Linked DNA regions of Arachis hypogaea: region 2 is linked to region 1. Evidence: chromatin contacts called from public Hi-C data. All regions are on one chromosome and are shown on one strand. Each heading gives the region's core, a stretch centred on a gene start, on an enhancer-like site or on the middle of the called end of the contact. The rest is flanking DNA. Distances are from core to core; before and after follow the strand shown. Region 1 holds the start of LOC112786720 (RING-H2 finger protein ATL78). Region 2 holds the start of LOC112785191 (serine/threonine-protein kinase ATG1t).

Region 1 (4,657 bases), core at 889-3,388:
AAGCAAACTAACTGAAAAAGGGCAAATAAAAGCTCCCTCCACTATTCTCCGCATAACTTCACTCGTACATTTGGATAATAATAATAATTTTAACTTCTTAAGTGAAACACAAGTACTTTCAGCCATCAATGCCACGTTTTTAAACCACAAACTACAGGTGAAGACAAACTGAATCGGATCGGCATAAGATTTGGTTTTATCCTAGTAACATTGAGTTGAGTCAACTTGTTCAATTTTATTATTATTATTATTATTATTGTTATTATTATTATTATTAAAGAATAAAGACTGATGCTCCTTTATTCAAGGTTACAATTCGGAAATCCAAGAGATTCTGATGTAACATGTTGCACATGGTGTGAAGATTGCATAACTATTTATTGTGCTGGAAAGGATATTTGGGACCATTATTTTTTATCCGATAAGGCACTAACACAATATTATTATACAGTATTATATATCATGCACACTATACAGGGGATACTAGTAAGAAGAATAATCATGATTGTTCTGTGTATGATTCTGAATTACAAGAATGTAGACAGACAATAATCAATCATTAATAAATATTGCTAAAGTAGCATTACCCCAAGTTGACATTACAACAGTGTCGAAAAATATCATAACTGAACAAAGAAATTCATTTTTTCGTTTGTTGTTTTTTTGTTACATACAATTATACAAACAAGAAATAGTTCATATATAGATTTTAAATTGAAGTTGTCCTCAAGGATATATATGTCATGATAATTGCATGCCGATATATATATATATATCCTGATTATTTTGATATCTTAGAAATTGATTTTTATTATAATCCGTTAAGTTTTATGCAGTTTTGTTATGACTTGTTATAATTACTTTGTAGACAATTTAGGTAAATAGATGTTGTAAAAGTTGTAATTAACTTAAATTAGTGGAATAGTCTGTATAAGTGTTTAAATTTAAATTGTGCCTTGTACGTATAGCAATTTATACAGTAATTTATTAGACAGATGACCTTTAAATAAACTTGGACAATTTAGTCCTTTAGCTGTGATATCATAAACACAAATCTTGCAGTGGTAATTAAGGAACTAATCATGATTGCGCTAAGAATGATGTTCATGCTGCTTACCTTGTCTCTTTCGTTGAGGTTCAGAAGGGGAAGGTGGAAAAGAAAAGGAAATCATTTACCAGAATTGAACTCCTTCTATGGGCAAGTACGGATCATTAGGCTACTTTGTTCATCTTTTTCTATTGGGACCCAAAAAGATACGACACGTAAAAGATGAACCTGAAAATCAAAAGCAAAATTTTCCAACTTTCTAGTCATCGATGATCGATCTCTTTTAGGAAGCTTCGCAATTCCCTTCAATTCATAAGGGGCAACAAATTTCTGATATCATATGATATATGAAACCCAAATGCCACGCGGCACATCCTCCTGCGTGCAAAGTGGGATTGCATGGACCCATCTTGATCCGAAGGACCATTACAAAAAGGTTTAATCAGTGGAGCATCCATTGCATGCATATGCTTAATTACAAATATATCTCAAAACAGCAATGACAAACATTATTAAAAACCAGTAATTACCAACAAACCAATGTTAACCCAATTATTAATGATAACCACATATGATTGGTTGGAACAACATTTATTTATTAATGATTTTGGATTAGAGAGATTAATATTAAAAAAATGTTTTGACTTTTGTGCAATTAATTAAGTGCAACTTCCATAATACTCAAATATATTTAGTTATAGGAAGTTTATATATTATTATATGTGCTTTTTTATAAATTAAAAACACCAAATTATATTAATATGGACGTATGTAAAAAATCAATTACTAAATTAACTATTTGTATAAAATATACGTTGAAATATAAAATATATATTTAATTATTTATGGATAAATATATAGTGATTGATTTTGTGTGTGCATGTAACATTTTTTATATTGATAGGAATAGACAAAAAATTTAAATTATTGAGATAGAGAATAATAAATAATATTATGATTCTTTTTTTAAAAGAGTCTCAAAAATGAATCTTAAGTTAAAAGTAAAATTCATTAAAAAATATAAAATTATTTAATAAATTAATTAATACTCTAATAAAAAGCAGCCACCAAATCCAAGGATGTGAACTTTCCTTCTATATAATAGCATAGGCAACCATCCACAAGAAGCTCTAACTAACACATTACAATACAATTACACACCCTCCAACAATAATATAATGTATGCTTCAACTTCATTCACTTCACCTCTGATCCATGAACTTCTTTTAGAATTCCACTCAAGAAGGTTACTCTTACACACTACCCCGTCATTCAACCAATCACCAAGCTCATCACCCAACCCACCAAATAGCCCCCAAAGCTCATCACCAGAATCATCATACCTTGGAGATGGAACCTTTGATGCAAATGTTGTAATGGTACTCTCAGTACTTTTATGTGCTCTAATATGCTCACTTGGATTAAACTCCATCATAAGGTGTGCATTAAAGTGTTCCAGCTTAGTTGTGAGTACCAATAATAGTGATAGTAATAATAACCACCACACTTCATCATCAAGAGTGGTCAACACCGGAATCAAGAAGAAAGCACTCAAGACTTTTACAACACTAAGTTACTCAAATGAACTCAACCTTCCTAGTTTGGACTCAGAGTGTGTGATATGCTTGTCTGATTTCGCCCTCGGCGACCGGTTGCGGATTTTGCCTAAGTGCAACCATGGTTTCCACATAAAGTGCATTGATAAATGGTTGAGTTCGCATTCTTCTTGCCCCAAATGCAGACACTGCCTTATGGAGACTTGCCACAAGATTGTTGGGGCTACTACCTCATCATCATCATCACAATTGCCAGAAACTATTCTTACCATAGCACCATTGGACCCAGAACGTTTGGTGCGTAACTATAGGGAATCCAATTAATTATTCAACCATATTCATCAATGCACTGCTGGTTAAGTTGTAGTAGTTATTAATTAATTAATTAATTAGGACTATATATAGGGTTTAGCATGTAGTGATGGTTATGGTTAATTATTATTGGTGAAATGTGCATAGAGTTTGAAACTCTTTTGTTGTTGTTTTAGGCTTTTAGCTTTAGCTCTCTTCAAGTGTATAAAGCAAGTTTAAATTGAAATTGCATTATTGAATTGTAAATTATTAGAAATTTCTGTTGCTTCGTAAATGAATTTAATTCCAATGGACGCCTAGTCAGGCAGCTAGATAGTTTAAGCAAATTAAGGAATTGAACAAGCAATCTCTATAAAAGAAGAGTTTTTTTTTTTAAATAAAGTCAAATTCAAATCCCAACTTTAAGTGAAACTTATCTATCTAGCTAATAACCTATAATGCAGTCAATTAAATTATATATATTTATTTGAACAATTAGACCCCATATTATTAAATATCGTAGAGGTGTGTTTATCTTTAAAGGTTTAAGTTTACGAAAAATATTAGATAAATAAATTATTTTTGTAATTAATTTTTTTTCTTCTTCTTATGTGTTTTTTTTTTAATTAGTTTTTGTTGTGTTAATAAACTGTTGGTTTAATTTAATTAAATTTGGTTATCCAAATAACTTAATTATGTAGTAACATTTGTAAGTTTTTTTATTGATGTTTTATCCTTTACTTGAGATGTGTGCCTAAAGGAGGAATAATGATTTTTTATCTTCAATGTCGACAACAATAAAAAAATAAGGTTAAAGAACTAAATTAGTCCCTGAGTAATCCTGTTTTAGTTTTTAAGGTTTAAAGTGTTCTATTTGAATTCAAAAAAGTTTCATTTAGCTTCAATTTAGTTCCACCGTCAGGTTAAAAATAAATAATTAACGAAATGTCCTACATGACAGTAGTATAAGAACAAGGTCAATAATTTGGAGAATAAGTACGAGCTCCAGAGGCACAAAATCAACCATGGATGCATCAATACATGTATTTAACATTTTTTTAGTTTTATAGAAAATATTTCATTTTAATTATAAGAAAAATGATAAATAAATGTATTGATATATCCACGATTGATTTTGTGTCTCTGGAGCTTGTACTTATTCTCTAGATTATCGACCTTATTCTTATACTGCTGTCATGTAGGACATTTTGTTAATTATTTATCTTTGACCTCCAGTGGGACTAAATTAAAGCTAAATGAAACTTTTTTGGATTCAAATAGGACACTTTAAACCTTAAGGACCAAAACAGAATTACGCCCAAACGTAAGGGACCAATTTAGTACTTTACCAAAAAAATAATAACAAGAAAGTCTTGGCTCGGTAGGTGGGGTCGGTTATATAGATCAAATGATGTTATATTATGTCTACAGAAAGATTATTTACATGTAGATCTGGTTTGACCACTTCGTAGATGGTTTTTCTAGGTCTTTCTCTGCCTTTCACCCTTTGTCCATCTTTCATCTTATTCACCTTCTAATTGGGTGCTCTGTCGGTCTTCTTCTCACATGTCAAAACCACCTGAGACACGATTCTACTATCTTTTCCACAATAGGTGCTACTCCAACTCTCTCTCTTATATCTCCATTCTTTATTCTATCCAATCGTATATGACCACTCATCTATCTCAACATCTTCATTTCTGGCACACTTAACTTATGTTCGTGCTCCCTTTTGGCCACCCAACACTTTATACCATAAAGC
Region 2 (4,657 bases), core at 885-3,384, 570 kb before region 1:
AAACATATTTAGTTAAATATATTAAACTATTTAATGGTTTATAATATCATCTTCACATGATGTCTTCATTAGAGTAACGACTTTGGTTAATATCTTATGGCTACATATGTGATCGTCGGATATTGTTCTTGTTGCCTTGTTGGACTTGTAAAGAAGTTGCCATGTTGGGTTCTGAATTGCTGATCTTGTGGAAATTATGAACAAGAAGTTAATCGTGGGTTACCATCAAGCTCCCATCACTTTTCTTCGTAGAAACCTATGCTGATAAAATTCATCGAAAGATAGGCGATCCACTGCAATGGAGTGAGAAGTAATTAAATTCTTCTAAGTTAATTGATTGAACAGAAGGAAAATATAAGTAATACAGGAGATGCCAATAACCTGGATTTGAGCATAGTAGTTTTGAACAAACATCAAGACAATCAGGATCCAATCCCAAAGGAATGATCTGAGAAAATGGCAAGCCGGTAGATGATCTGATATTCTTTAACAGCTGAAATAAGCATCTTGTATCAGCCATGATTGGAGAATGAAACTTTTTATTCCTGTTTAAAGTCATGATGTTTACCTGAACATTATTTCTGCCATTAAAAGGAGGGTAGCCGTTTAGAAGCTCGAAAAGAATAACCCCAATACTCCACATATCTGCCTATAACACAAAACAAAATTTCACTAAACCCAATTTATAGATGTCAATGTTAATACTTAAAAGCAAAGACGGCTGGTGATACCTTGCTATCATATTTCTGGAACTGAAGAACTTCCGGTGCCATGTATAATGGCGTACCACAGACTGTCTCCGCATACTCGCCAGGACGTACAGTTCTTCATATTTTATGAAAGACAAAGAAGTTGGGGTAACAACATGAAACTAAATAAAAATACAAATTGCAACTACTTATATTTATTTCCCCTAAACTGATAACTACCTTGAGAGACCAAAGTCTGCAATCTTTAGAATCGCATCATCTCCGGGTTTTGATAGCAAAATGTTCTGATTCAACACCACCATCAATGCAAACAGATTTGTTTCCAGCAAAGTGATATTCGCTACAAATAGATTATCTTTTTCATGAACAATTCAAGCTACATACTAATGGCCCTCACAATCCCACCAATCGAAGTAATAGGCATCTCAAACCAAAGTAGCAACAATGTCACATACATTTTTCATTTTAGCTTTACCTCTGGTTTCAAATCTCTATGAATGATACCATGACTTTGTAATATTTTCATACCAGAACCTGCAAAACACTGAGACAAACTCCTTAGTTGCAAACTTGCAAGGCTAAAACAAGCACCAACACCAAAAGAATACTTCAATAAAGAATGCAGGTAAAAGAGTTACCAAGCTGCTGCATGAATCTTCTGGCAGTTTGTTGTTGAACTCTCCCATGGAATCGGATATAAGAAGCAAGGTTCCCTCCAGCACAGAACTCCATCACCAAGTACGCACATCCATCATACTAAAGTAGAAAACAGCAATAGCGAAAGTTTAAATAATAAAATAATAATAAAATGATCCTTCAATTATGCAACAAAGAATTGGTTTTCTCAACATATTTCACTTAAATTTAAAAAATAAGAAAAAGGGCATTCAAAGAAAAGCTAAAATTAAAAAAGAACCACCTGGAAGAAATCAAGGAGGCGAACGATGTTGGGGTGGTTGACGGAGGACAAGAAATTGAGCTCGCAGTGGAACGATGACTTAAGGCGAGGGCTGAGTTTGGAGAGGAAGACCTGTTTCACTGCCACCTCTTCGCCGGTGCCTCTTTGCTCCGCCCTCCACACCGCCGAGAACGACCCCTTTCCGATCTTCCGCTTCAGAAGGATGTCCTTTACTCTTACCGATTCGCTCTCTTCTTCTTCTTCTTCTTCCATTCCTGTTGATAGTGATAGAACTGCTGCTGCTTCTTTGACAAATTTGATCCACGATTGTTCTGTGTGGAATGTTCTCTTCTCTGCTATCCGTCTCTTTCACCGTTTCACGTGGAAAAAATTGTACGGACCAAATCAAACAGTTACTATTTAAATTTATTTTTTAATAGGACCAGCAACTTTATCAAATTCTGGCCAGCATAACCATCAAAGAAGAGTGAGTCATTGGATGAAATCTCACACTAATCTCACACCATTAAAAATCTCATTGATGACTATTTAATGGCTATGAATCCCAAAAGTTGCTGTCCCCTAATATTTCTCATATATATATATATATATATATATATATAAAATTTTGCAGCAAAAAAATGCCACATAACATCTCTTTATTATATCTAAATTAGAAATGTTTTTCGCCTTTTTACTTCAACTGCAAATACCTTTTCGCTTTTTTATTTTAATTGCAAATCTCTAATTACAAATCTATCATTTATCTATCATATATTGTATTTCTAATTTTACAATTAAAATGTGTTATATATCATTTTTTATTGTAATTGGAATTAAATTTTTTCTTTTAAAATTAAGAAATTCTCTTCTCTTCCTTACTAATTTTACAAGAAAAATGTATCGCATATCACTTTTTTATTATAATTGAAATTAAATCTTTCTTTCCAAAATTAAAGAATTCTTTCCTTCTCTTTACTAATTTTACAACAAAAATATGTCATATGTCACTCCCTCGTTACAATTGAAATCAAATCTTTTCCTCCAAAATTAAAGAGTTCTCCCATTCTTCCTTTTTCTTTCTCTATTTCTCTCATTCCTTCAACCACTCTATCTATTTTATATATCGTTATCAATATCAATGACTAATTACTAATTTGACAATCAAAATGTACAACATGACATTCTTTAATTGCATTAAAATTAAAATTAAAATATTAAAATTGAAATTAAAATATACCTATATTATGTATCATATATTACTATCTAATTTAATAATCAATTGTGTCACATGACACTCTCTTATTAAAATTGAAAAAAAAAATATTTTTTTCAAAATTAATAAACTCCCTTCCTAAATTCTATCATCTACCTCTTTCAATTTTCTATTTCTCTCTACTATTTTTATCATCCGATATTTTTTTACAATTAAAATAATTTTTTTCCAAAATTAACAAACTCTCACTCTCACTCTCACTCTCATTCTTCATCTTTATCTTCATCTTTATTTTTCTCTCTCTTTTTTCTCATTCTCTATTTTTTCTATCTTTCTATTTTACAAAAAACAAAATTAACAAAATAATATAATTTAAATAAAAAATAATATTATTATTGTTATTATCTACAAAATTTTTTAGTTTTTTTTATTTAGTTTTAAATTTTCACTGCTTATCTTTCTAATCTTTAATTTCATTTCTCTTCTTTCAAATATTTATTACATATAATTTGGAGAGAATATTAATGTTATAATTAAAAGTTAGAATCAAGATTCAATTCTTCAAAAAAATTAATTGAGTTAATTTTATAACTATCAGTATAATTTTTTATACTAATATCTAATTATATTTTTATATACACAGGAAAAAATATTATTTTTAAATAGCAAGTATAAAAATTAATTATTTCTATTTATATAACAGACTTAACAGTTAACACCCAATTAAATGTACAAGTATACACATTAAATTATTTTAAATTTTAGATAACGAATGTTAAAATTAATTATTAATAAAAAAATAGTTTTTTATATAAAAATAATAAATAAAAAATCTTATTATTTAATTTTTTATGTACAGATACCTTGGTCTTCTTAGTCAGAGACTTTTGTCAACCTACGACTTTTTTTTGTAAAAGTAATTTGATTTTATAAATCTTTTATGCCATGCATAATCTATACTATCAGAACAAAGTAAACCGTAATTTTAAAAAATTTATATTCTCATAATGTTATTACGGGTAAAAATATTAGTATTTATAAATGTAAGTAAACAAAAATTTGATTTTAACGTAAGCGAAATAATTTTCTAAATATATTCTATTAGGCTATGTTTGATTAGAAGGAAAGAAATAGAAAAAAAAAAAGAAAAAATTGAGTGGACTTTTATTTTTTTATATGTGTTTGGATGAAAGAAAAATAAGAAGGAAAGAAATGTTATAAAAAGACAATCTTACTCTTGTATTATAAAATATATTGAAAAAAAGTGAAGGAGTAATATTGGAAGTATAGAGAGAAAACAAGTTTTTTCTTTTTTTTTTTCAACAATCATCAATTTTTTTTATCCCTTTTCTTTTTTCTCTAATTTCTCTCCTCAACCAAACAATGAAAAATAATCATTTTCCTTCCCTTTTTTTTTTCTCTCTTTTCTTTCCTTCTATTTTCCCTTCAAACAAATATAACCTTAGTATCTCCAATAAGAAATTAATTTAATAATTGATAAAAAATGAAATAATTTAAATATATTGGTGGATGGTGTATTTTGCACATGTAAACTTGCAATTACACAGACATACAAAACGTACTCCACGATTGACACGAAAAAAGGATGTTGCATTTTGTAGGAAAAGACATCTAAACATTGAAAGGCGTCCTTGTTCCCTATCAAATGTCCAGTTTGACCATCTTGGGGCATACCAAATGTGACCTGTATTTGGCAGTGTATCAGAGCAAAACGTTACTTGCATTGACAGGAAGGACGCTTATATGTGTGACACGTGTACGTGAAGGAGGTGAGCTTGGTCTTTATAACACATATTGCGTTTGGTTGAAGGT

The links. Hi-C and Micro-C count contacts between places; a contact is called where the count stands out from the background.
Region 2: a Hi-C map of an unstated tissue shows a contact between it and region 1, with 3 times the contacts expected there. The contact joins the promoter of LOC112785191 here to the promoter of LOC112786720 in region 1. A contact is called at or near these places in 2 of 8 Hi-C or Micro-C datasets (leaf and an unstated tissue).

Annotation. Positions count from the first base shown.
Region 1 is chr20:111,059,966-111,064,622 of arahy.Tifrunner.gnm2.J5K5, reverse strand. It overlaps LOC112786720 (RING-H2 finger protein ATL78), which reads left to right and starts at 2,138. Exons shown (of 1, transcript XM_025830092.3): 1 at 2,138-3,172. The coding sequence starts at 2,227. The coding sequence ends at 2,928.
Region 2 is chr20:111,627,446-111,632,102 of arahy.Tifrunner.gnm2.J5K5, reverse strand. It overlaps LOC112785191 (serine/threonine-protein kinase ATG1t), which reads right to left and starts at 2,134. Exons shown (of 8, transcript XM_025828642.3): 1 at 1,630-2,134; 2 at 1,349-1,466; 3 at 1,186-1,244; 4 at 930-994; 5 at 732-825; 6 at 569-649; 7 at 382-493; 8 at 1-293. The coding sequence starts at 1,881. The coding sequence ends at 226.